2 separate regions of the Sus scrofa genome follow, and region 2 is linked to region 1. The links are chromatin contacts, called in public Hi-C maps. All regions are on one chromosome and are shown on one strand. The core of a region is the stretch at or near the end of the contact, and the rest is flanking DNA. Distances in the headings are between cores, read along the strand shown. Region 1 holds the start of C3H2orf42 (chromosome 3 open reading frame, human C2orf42). Region 2 holds the start of SNRPG (small nuclear ribonucleoprotein G).

What was found. A called contact is a pair of places that touch in the nucleus more often than the background predicts.
Region 2: a contact with region 1 is called in a Hi-C map of liver, with 2.8 times the contacts expected there. The contact joins the promoter of SNRPG here to the promoter of C3H2orf42 in region 1. A contact is called at or near these places in 2 of 47 Hi-C or Micro-C datasets (heart right ventricle and liver).

Annotation. Positions count from the first base shown.
Region 1 is chr3:72,287,156-72,291,772 of Sscrofa11.1, forward strand. C3H2orf42 (chromosome 3 open reading frame, human C2orf42) reads left to right here and starts at 2,429. Exons shown (of 10, transcript NM_001243818.1): 1 at 2,429-2,481.
Region 2 is chr3:72,196,774-72,201,115 of Sscrofa11.1, forward strand. It overlaps SNRPG (small nuclear ribonucleoprotein G), which reads left to right and starts at 1,949. Exons shown (of 4, transcript XM_003125052.4): 1 at 1,949-2,102. The coding sequence starts at 2,071. FAM136A (protein FAM136A) reads left to right here. Exons shown (of 3, transcript XM_003125051.6): 3 at 1-16.

The DNA.
Region 1 (4,617 bases), core at 1,179-3,678:
ATGAGCTTTGGTGTAGTTAACAGATGCTGCTTGGATCCTGCGCTGCCGTGGCTGTGGCATAGGCCAGCAACTACAGCTCCAATTCGACCCCTAGCCTGGGAACCTCCATATGCCTTGGGTGCGGTCCCAAAAAAAAAAAAAAAAAATTACATACCATAACAAACCACTACTTGAGACAATTACGCAATTCTGAGAATTCTATTTATGAGAAGACCGCTCAGAAATTACTTCTATGATGGCAATACTTCTTCAAAGTCTCTTCTATGAAGAAGGAAAAAACATGAGTGTCTGGCTTGGAAGAAAGAAATCTCTTTTATTTATATGGAGTTCCCAGGCCAGGAATCATATATGAGCCACAGTTGTGACCCACACCACTGCTGCAGCAACCCTGGATCCTTGAATCCACTGTGCCAGGTGGGTATGGAACTTTCATCCTGGTGCTGGCAGAAACACTGCCAATCCCCTTGTGCCACGGTGGGAACTCTAAGAAACCTCTTTCAGAATGGGGCTGCTTGATAGCTTCCTTCCTGACTGGAACATACAATGTGTCACCACTGAAAACCCACAGATCTCTTAGGATGCATTTGGGCAACTCCATTGAAAAAAAATGTAAACACTCTCTCAACAACAAGGTCTCTCAATTGTGGTACTATTGATATTTTGGTCCAGATAATTCTTTGTTGTAAGGGCTGTCCTGTGCATTGCAGGATCTTTAACAACAGCCATGGTGTCCATTAGAGGTGTAGCAGTGCTCCCAGTTGAGAAGAGCTGCTTTAATCACTTGGCACTACAACAATCAAAAACACAACCAGGCATTGAGACCCCACAGTATTATTAGGTGATCATCTAGACAATCCAGGATATACTGATGATCATTTAAAAACTTATAAATTGAGGAGTTCCTGTCATGGCACAGTGGTTAATGAATCCGACTAGGAACCATGAGGTTGCAGGTTCGATCCCTGGCCTTGCTCAGTGGGTTAAGGATCCGGCGTTGCCATGAGCTGTGGTGTAGGTCACAGACGCATCTTGGATCTGGTGGTGCTGTGGCTGTGGTGTAGGCAGCTACAGCTCCGATTTGACCCTTAGCCTGGGAACCTCCATATGCTGCAGTTGCAGCCCTAAAAAAAAAGAAAAAAAAAAAACCTTATAAATTGAAATAAGCAAAATTGGAAAAATTTCCTGGAAAAAATGTGCCCACCTCCCCCTACCTCCAGTTTAAGAAACAACATAACAAACCTTAATCTTGGAAAAGTCCATTTGTCTTATTAATAGTTGAGAAGACTAAGGTTCTGCTAACTAAAGAATGTCACTCACCATCTGGTTCCACAAGGTTAAAGTCATTATCCACTGCAGTCACAGACTTTCAGTTTGCAGATTAGGATTGAGGTACTCTCTGCTCTGGGAAAACTGGCAAAACAGGACTTCAGATAAATATTTTCAGAAGAAGATTTTATGAATCCATTTTTTTGTATCTTCCCATACTTAGAAGAGCACTAAAATTACTAGCTAAGATAGCTGTGTCCTGTGACCAGAAGCAACCTTCTAACAAGATGTGTGCTTGATTGCACATACTCCTTCTCTTAGATATATGACCTCCCTCCATATCTTTTTGGAGCTCTTCCTCAGAACTATCTGAGAGGCTGTCTCTGGGCTTATAGTCTTATAACCCAGAATACAACTGAACCACAGTTCTCACCTTTTTATTTATTCATACTATTTCATGTGACAGTTCTCAGCCACCCAGTCCACAGTGCCATCACTAATAAGGAGCAGTATGAAAGCCAAAGGTGTAGGAAATCTCATTCCAGAGTTTTCCCACACACAGGCCTCACCCTTGACACATTTTAACTCATGAACTATTGTCAACAAAGAGTATTCAGATTTATTCTGTGTGATTCCAATAATCAAAACTAGGTCACACCAGAAGCCAATAACAACTCATTATAAGGGAAACATTCAAGTAATATGTCAGAGTGTAATTAAGGGAGAAAAAGATGACCTGATGCAAACACACAAGTGATAGAAACAACGAATTCTTTGGTGAACAAGACTCCCTTGACAGAACACTAAATCGCTCGCATCTGACATCTGCTAATAATGCAGAAAATCTAAGGAGATTTTTTTCATCAATGGTCAATGGAATTCTACTCAGACTTAGGACTCGCTCAGGCCTAAAACAGTGACGACTAATCCTAGAGCTCTGGGCTTCCAGCACCAGCAGGGTCGGCCAGAAGCACTCTAGGCACAGCAAAGAACCTAAACTGTACAGTCGTCAGGTCAGCGTAGATTCCACCATCGGATTCCGCAGCAATAGTCAGCTGGCTCCAAAAGGAGGAAACTACAACTCCCGTCAGACAACGCGAGCCCAGGTAGGCGTGCTCTAGCCGCGCGTGGGCGGCTCTGACCAATAGCGACTGTCGTTACAGCGAACAGTTTGGCCGCGTTTGTAAAAGGACGCGGCAGGAGAAGAGAGAGGAGGTGAGGGCGGTCATCAGCGTGGGGGCCTAGGGCCGCGGGGTGGGTTGCGCAGGGCAGGTAAGGGGGGCTGTGCTAAAAGAAGGGGGGTGCGGCTATGGGACAAGGACGTAGAGCCGGGAGTCCCGGCGCATAGCGTGTCCCGAGGGCAGGGTACCGGCCAGGTGATGCTTCTGCTCGGGCCTACTTAGGACCGGAAGTAAGCGGTCGCGCGGGGAGGCTGCCGGGAAGCTGGTCCCGGGTAGTGCGTCAAGGGGCAGGCGGTCCCGGAAGCCAGGTGGGAGGTGATCGTCCTGCAGGCCGCGTGACTGGGCTGTGGTCGGCTTAGCCCCGGTGGCCTTTCTCCATTATCCTGAGGCATCGCAGGGCAAATGGAAGCACCCCGGACCTGGAATTGAGAGTCCTGGCTTATGGTCCTGCCCTTTCCTCTCACTTGTGGTTTGACAAGGAATCCAGATTGCAAACTCACGTTAAGTTATCTGGAGACTGGCTGAGGGATGTTAATCAAATCACTACTTTCTCTGAGCCAACTTCTTCATCTCCAAGATGGGTAAAATAGTACCTACTTCACAGGATCGTGGTGAGCAATACATAGCAATACATGAGTAAATGCATGGGAAGGGCTTACTTGTACTCAGTAAACATTAGCAAGTTTATGTCTTATTCAAGGTGACCCTTTATTCTCTTCACTTACTGTGCTTCACAAGCATTAAACAGCATTCACCAAACTGTATAGCCCTGCAAAGAGTAACGGGCTGAAAACCCAGTAGTTCAAGGAATGTTCGTGGGGTAGCTCTTCCAGCCCCAGTCCCTTTAACGCCATCTGATTGAGGAGGCTGTTTAGTAAACTTGCTGGGGAAGAGGAGACCCTTTCTTAGGCAGGATTCAAATATAGGTTGTTTACAAGTTGTGTTACTTGTTTATATATGCTTTCAGCATAGAATCTAACAAGTAATACTAGTAACGGTTTAAAATTCAGATAGTACAAAACAGCGAATTGTACATCTCCCTCCCACTTTGTATTTTTCAAGTCCCCAGTCACTTCTTCTGAGACAACAGATTCTGAATCAGATTGAGAATGATTTTAGAACCCTATAAGTATATGAGGATGGGGGTTTGATCCCTGGCCTTGCTCATTGGGTTAAGGATCTGGCATTGCCGTAAGCTGTGGCACAGGTTGAAGACGTGGCTGTGGAGTAAGCTGGCAGCTGCAGCTCTAGTTTTCGACCCCTGGCCTGGAAACTTCCATATGTCATAGCTGTAGACTTAGAAATCAAAACAGTGGCGTTCCCATCGTGGCTCAGTGGTTAACGAACCCGACTAGTATTCATGAGGACTCCGGTTCCATCCCTGGCCTTGCTCAGTGGGTTAAGGATCTGGCGTTGCCATGAGCTGTGGTGTATGTCACAGACATGGCTTGGATCCCAGGTTGTTGTGGCTGTGGCTTAAGCTGGCAGCTCCAGCTCCAGTTTAACCCCTAGCCTAAGAGCTTCCATATGCCATGGGTGGGGCCCTAAAAAAAAAAACAAAAGACCAAAAAAAAAAAAAAAAAAGAGAGAGAGAAATCAAAATGGAACAAACAAACAAACAAAATACTTCAGTGAATAACCTTATATGTTTCTCATTTCACATGGGAGTATACCTGTAAGACAATTTCTTAGTGGAGTTACTGGGTCGAAGGAATAGGCAGAGAAGACATCAGATAATCCCCAATTGGGGGACATAATATAAAATACTCAACTCTTCAAAGTTGTCAAGATTATGAAAAACAAGGAAAGATGAATTCATAGATCAGATAAGACTAAGGAGATATGATGACTAAATGCAATGTGGTATCTTGGATTGGATCCTGGGAGAGAAAAAGGACAAAGTTTAGAGTTTAATTAGTAAACTAAATTCCAATGTTGATTTCTTAGTTTTGACAAATATCCTGTGGTAATATATGTTGTAAACATTAGGGGAATCTGGGTGAAAGGTATCTGGGAACTCTGTTCTTTCTTTGCAACTTTTCTGAAAATGTGAAATTATTCTGAAAGTAAAAGTTTAGGGGGTTCCCCTTGTGGCACAGTGGAAACAAATCTGACCAGTAACGCTGAGGATGTGGGTTTGATACCTGGCTTTGATCATTGGGTCGGGGAT
Region 2 (4,342 bases), core at 699-3,198, 91 kb before region 1:
TTAATTTTTTCTTCCACATTGTATTTCTTTCCTTATATCTGGGCAGTGAATATATAACTTTTTCAGGATGTTTCTCTTTGTAATGTGTGAAATAAATTTAAGAGGTCCAGGGGAGTGAAAATTAGTTTTGTGTTATTGTTCAGATGCTTGTAAATGAGAAGAGTCTTTGAGGGCAGACTAGGGCACTACAAACTTAAGTCCTTTAGTGTAAAACAAACTATAAGGCTGAAAAAGAAATTCAATATTCATGTCAGGTCTCTAGCTTCAATTAAACACTAACAGCAAGAAGTGGAAAAGACCGATATCACTCCTCTAGAGAAAATGCAATGTCGAGGTTTTTGAGTAAGATATATGATAATTTTGTCTCTACTTATATATCTAAGAAATGAACTGAATCTTGTAGAACCATCCCTACTTAAAATCACCAATGCTTTCCCTTTTTTTAATTTTTGTTATAGTTTATTTACAATGTTCTGTCAGTTTCTGCTGCCCAGTTGTACAACCAATGCTTTTCCGTTTTGGCCTAAGTCTTCTATAATCCCTATTGTTCTTGATTCATAAATGTGGGCTGCTCCTCTTTTGGGAAACTTAACTAGGATCAAATCAGACCATTTTTTACACCTTTCGACTTGAAAATCAATATTTTAGAAATCATCTGTGTGCTGCTCTTCATACTTTATATAGAGGGGCAAGGTACAGTTAAGTGGGGTTTTGGAAGCATTGCAGGACTGTCCGTGGGGAATATACTTATGACCTCTAGATTAAAATTTTTTTTTTTTTTTTTTTTTTTTTTGTCTTTTTGCTATTTCTTTGGGCCGCTCCCGCGGCATATGGAGGTTCCCAGGCTAGGGGTCGAATCGGAGCTGTTGCCACCGGCCTACGCCAGAGCCACAGCAACGCGGGATCCGAGCCATGTCTGCAACCTACACCACAGCTCACGGCAACGCCGGATCGTTAACCCACTGAGCAGGGGCAGGGACCGAACCCGCAACCTCACGGTTCCTAGTCGGATTCGTTAACCACTGCGCCACGACGGGAACTCCTCTAGATTAAAATTTTTGGAAACTGAGGCCCCCTCACTCTATTCCTTTGGTGCAGAGGTCGTTAACTGAGCTGTTACTAGAACCTTAGTTGTAGCATGACATCCTGTGGGAATACTAAAATACCACAGGTTCAACAGTGAAGCAAATACCTCAAAGCAAGTCACAAGATTTTTTTTTTCTTAGTGTGATTACCTATCATAGATCACCATAACGAATACAGTAATGAAAAAATTTGAAATACTGTAAGAATTATCAAAATGACACAGACACAAAGTGAACAAATGCTCTTGGGAAAATGGCGCTGGGAGATTTGCTGGACTCTGGGCTGCCTCAAACCTTCAATTTGCTAAATTAAAAAAAAAAAAAAAACGAGTTCCCGATGTGGCTCAGGGAGTTAAGAACCGGACTAGTATCCATGAGGATACTAGTTTGATTCCTGGCCTCGCTCAGTAGGTTAAGAATCCAGCGTTGCTTTGTCTATGGCAAAAGCCAGCAGCTGCAGCGCAGATTTGACCCACAGCCTGGGAACTTCCATATGCGGAGGGTTCGGTCCTAAAAAGACCAAAAAAAAAAAAACCGCAGTGTTTGCAGAGGACAACAAAGGGAAGAACAACACATGGAAGTATGCACACACATGCCAAAGAAATTTTTAGGAGCCTACCCCTCCAGAGCTTATTTTCATCTGGTAGCGTCAAGACAACTTTGCAACCCACAAAGACAATGAGTTAACCAGCGTCCTTCAAATGCTAGAGGCAGGAACAGCAACCCAATTACAAAGAGGAATATAAAGACTGGAGGCCCCACCCCTCCGCTCTAGCCAATCCCTGGCGACACAACGGAAGCTTGGGACTGATCTGCGAGCTCAGGATTTTCCTAAGTATCGCGACGTGAAACGTGAAAGCGGCCAACAATCAATTGGCTAACGGGATCAGTGACGTCAGACGCAAAGCACCGGGCCTACCGCTGGAGCGTGAGGGAGAACACGAATTCCGTTTGGAGGTTTCTTTGAGTTCGCGGAGTAGGCATCATGAGCAAAGCTCACCCGCCGGAGTTGAAGAAGTAAGTATGCATGAGGGCCGCGCATAAATGGCGGCTTCTTTGTAGGCCTTGAGTTCCTTGGATCCCCAGCCATTTCCGGAGAGTGTGTCTGCCGTGCTTATTGCCACTGGCTGCCGCCGCGATCCGGGCCACCGTCCCACGTTTCCGGGCCTGCATCCCGCGCAAATGTTGTATTTCGGCCTGGTGGGCATGCTTTTCAAAGACGTAAAGGCCCCTCCGTCTGCAGGTTTGCCTCCCAGGCCGGAGTTCCTGGCCGGGTCTCTGGCACTCGATCCTTCGTTACTTAAAGATCTTGAATACCACAGTTAGCTGAACGCCTTGAGTAGCATCACGTTCGAGATAAGGTGGTTGGACAGTAATTCTGTAAGGAACTAAGGAGGTGGATGGAATGGAATTGTTTTGATGGTATATGAGAAATTCAAAAGCTGCCTTCATCTTAGTGTGTTGGTGGTTCCTTTGAGCTTTAACTTAGAAATCCCGTTCTTGGGAGTTCCCGTCGTGGCGCAGTGGTTAACGAATCCGATTAGAAACCATGAGGTGGCGGGTTCGGTCCCTGCCCTTGCTCAGTGGGTTAAGGATCCGGCGTTGCCGTGAGCTGTGGTGTAGGTTGCAGACTCGGCTCGGATCCCGCGTTTCTGTGGCTCTGGTGTAGGCCAGTGGCTACAGCTCCGATTCAGCCCCTAGCCTGGGAACCTCCATATGCCGCGGGAGCGGCCCAAAGAAATAGCAAAAAGACAAAAAAAAAAAAAGAAATCCCGTTCTTTTTTCTTAATTTCTTGCACTTAGGTTGAACTTGAATGTGTGATATTTTGCTCTGTTAACTGGAATGCGTGAGAACATTCATTTTTCTCTAATTAGAGAAGGCTCTTTTGTTGGGGGGGTGTTCTTGGTAAGATTTCCTTTTTGATTCTTAAGATATTAATGAGAGTTTTTAATTACCTTTCTTTTCTTATATGTAGATTTCAATAATTGTGAGATCCTGCCAGGTCTACCTCCAAAATGACTTTTAACTTTTTCTTCCTTACCATCTTTTTTTGGAGTTCCCTCGTGGCTCAGCCGGTTAAGGATCCAACATGGCACTGCTGTGGTTCAAGTTCAGTCCCTAGCCCAGGAACTTCCGCATGCCACCCACGAGGCCCGAAATCTTTTTTTTTTTTTGCATTTTTATATCTTCCGTCTGCTTTTAATATAATTCTGTGGTTCTTAACTGTGGTGTAGAGAGTCTGGTTCTACCAGCATTTAGTAGGTAGAGGCCAGGGTTCCTGCTAAATATTCTACAGTGCACTGGACATCACTCAACAACAGAATTATCTGGTCCCAGATGTCAGTATGCCAAGGTTGAGATACCCTGGCCCAATCATATTCTTCCTACCCCTCTTAAAAATCATTGCCAAAGTAGTCTTTTTTTTCCCCCAGTTTTTTTGAGATAAAATTGACCTACAGCACTACGTAAGTTCAAGATGTACAGCGTAATGGATTGATTTACACATGCTTCAGTAATCTTAGCCATGCCTGATACTGCTGCAGTAACTTATTGCCATCTGCATAATAAAGTCCAGACTTCTTGAACCAGCAGTAACGCTCCTCCATTTGAAATCCAAGCACCAAATATTACACACGCTAATATTTGAGTACCATGTTCTTGGGCCAAACTGAACCATTTGATTTTGCTCAAACTTTTTCACTGCTGAGTGACTTTGGAAATTTTACTTAACCTTTCTGGGCCTTGGTTCCCCATCTGTTAATTGGTGGTAATAACAATGCATAACTTAAAAAGCTTTCATAAGGATTAAATAAAATAAGTTCATATGTGTTATATTTGTGTTTTTTTATAACATCCTAGTAAAATTGATTGTTTTACATGTCATACTATATATTTTTATTTGTAAAAACCTGTCTTCTTACACCTTCTTCAGGCCTCATGTCTTATTTATCTTTGAATTCTCCATGATATACATTAAAATTGAATGAAGTTTCATATTTTCTAGCCTACAGCAAAGAGGTAAAAACTGGTTTGACTTGTTGGCTTCATATTCTTTTTGTCTTTAGGGCTGCACGCACGGCATATGGAGGTTCACAGGTGGGGGGTCGAATGGGAGCTGTAGCTGTAGCCCCTGGCCTAAACCACAGCCACACCAGATCGGAGCTGTGTCTGTGAGCTACACCACAACTCATGGCAATGCCAGATCCTTAACCACTGAGTGAGGTCAGGGTCCAACCTGCATCCTCATGGATACTCG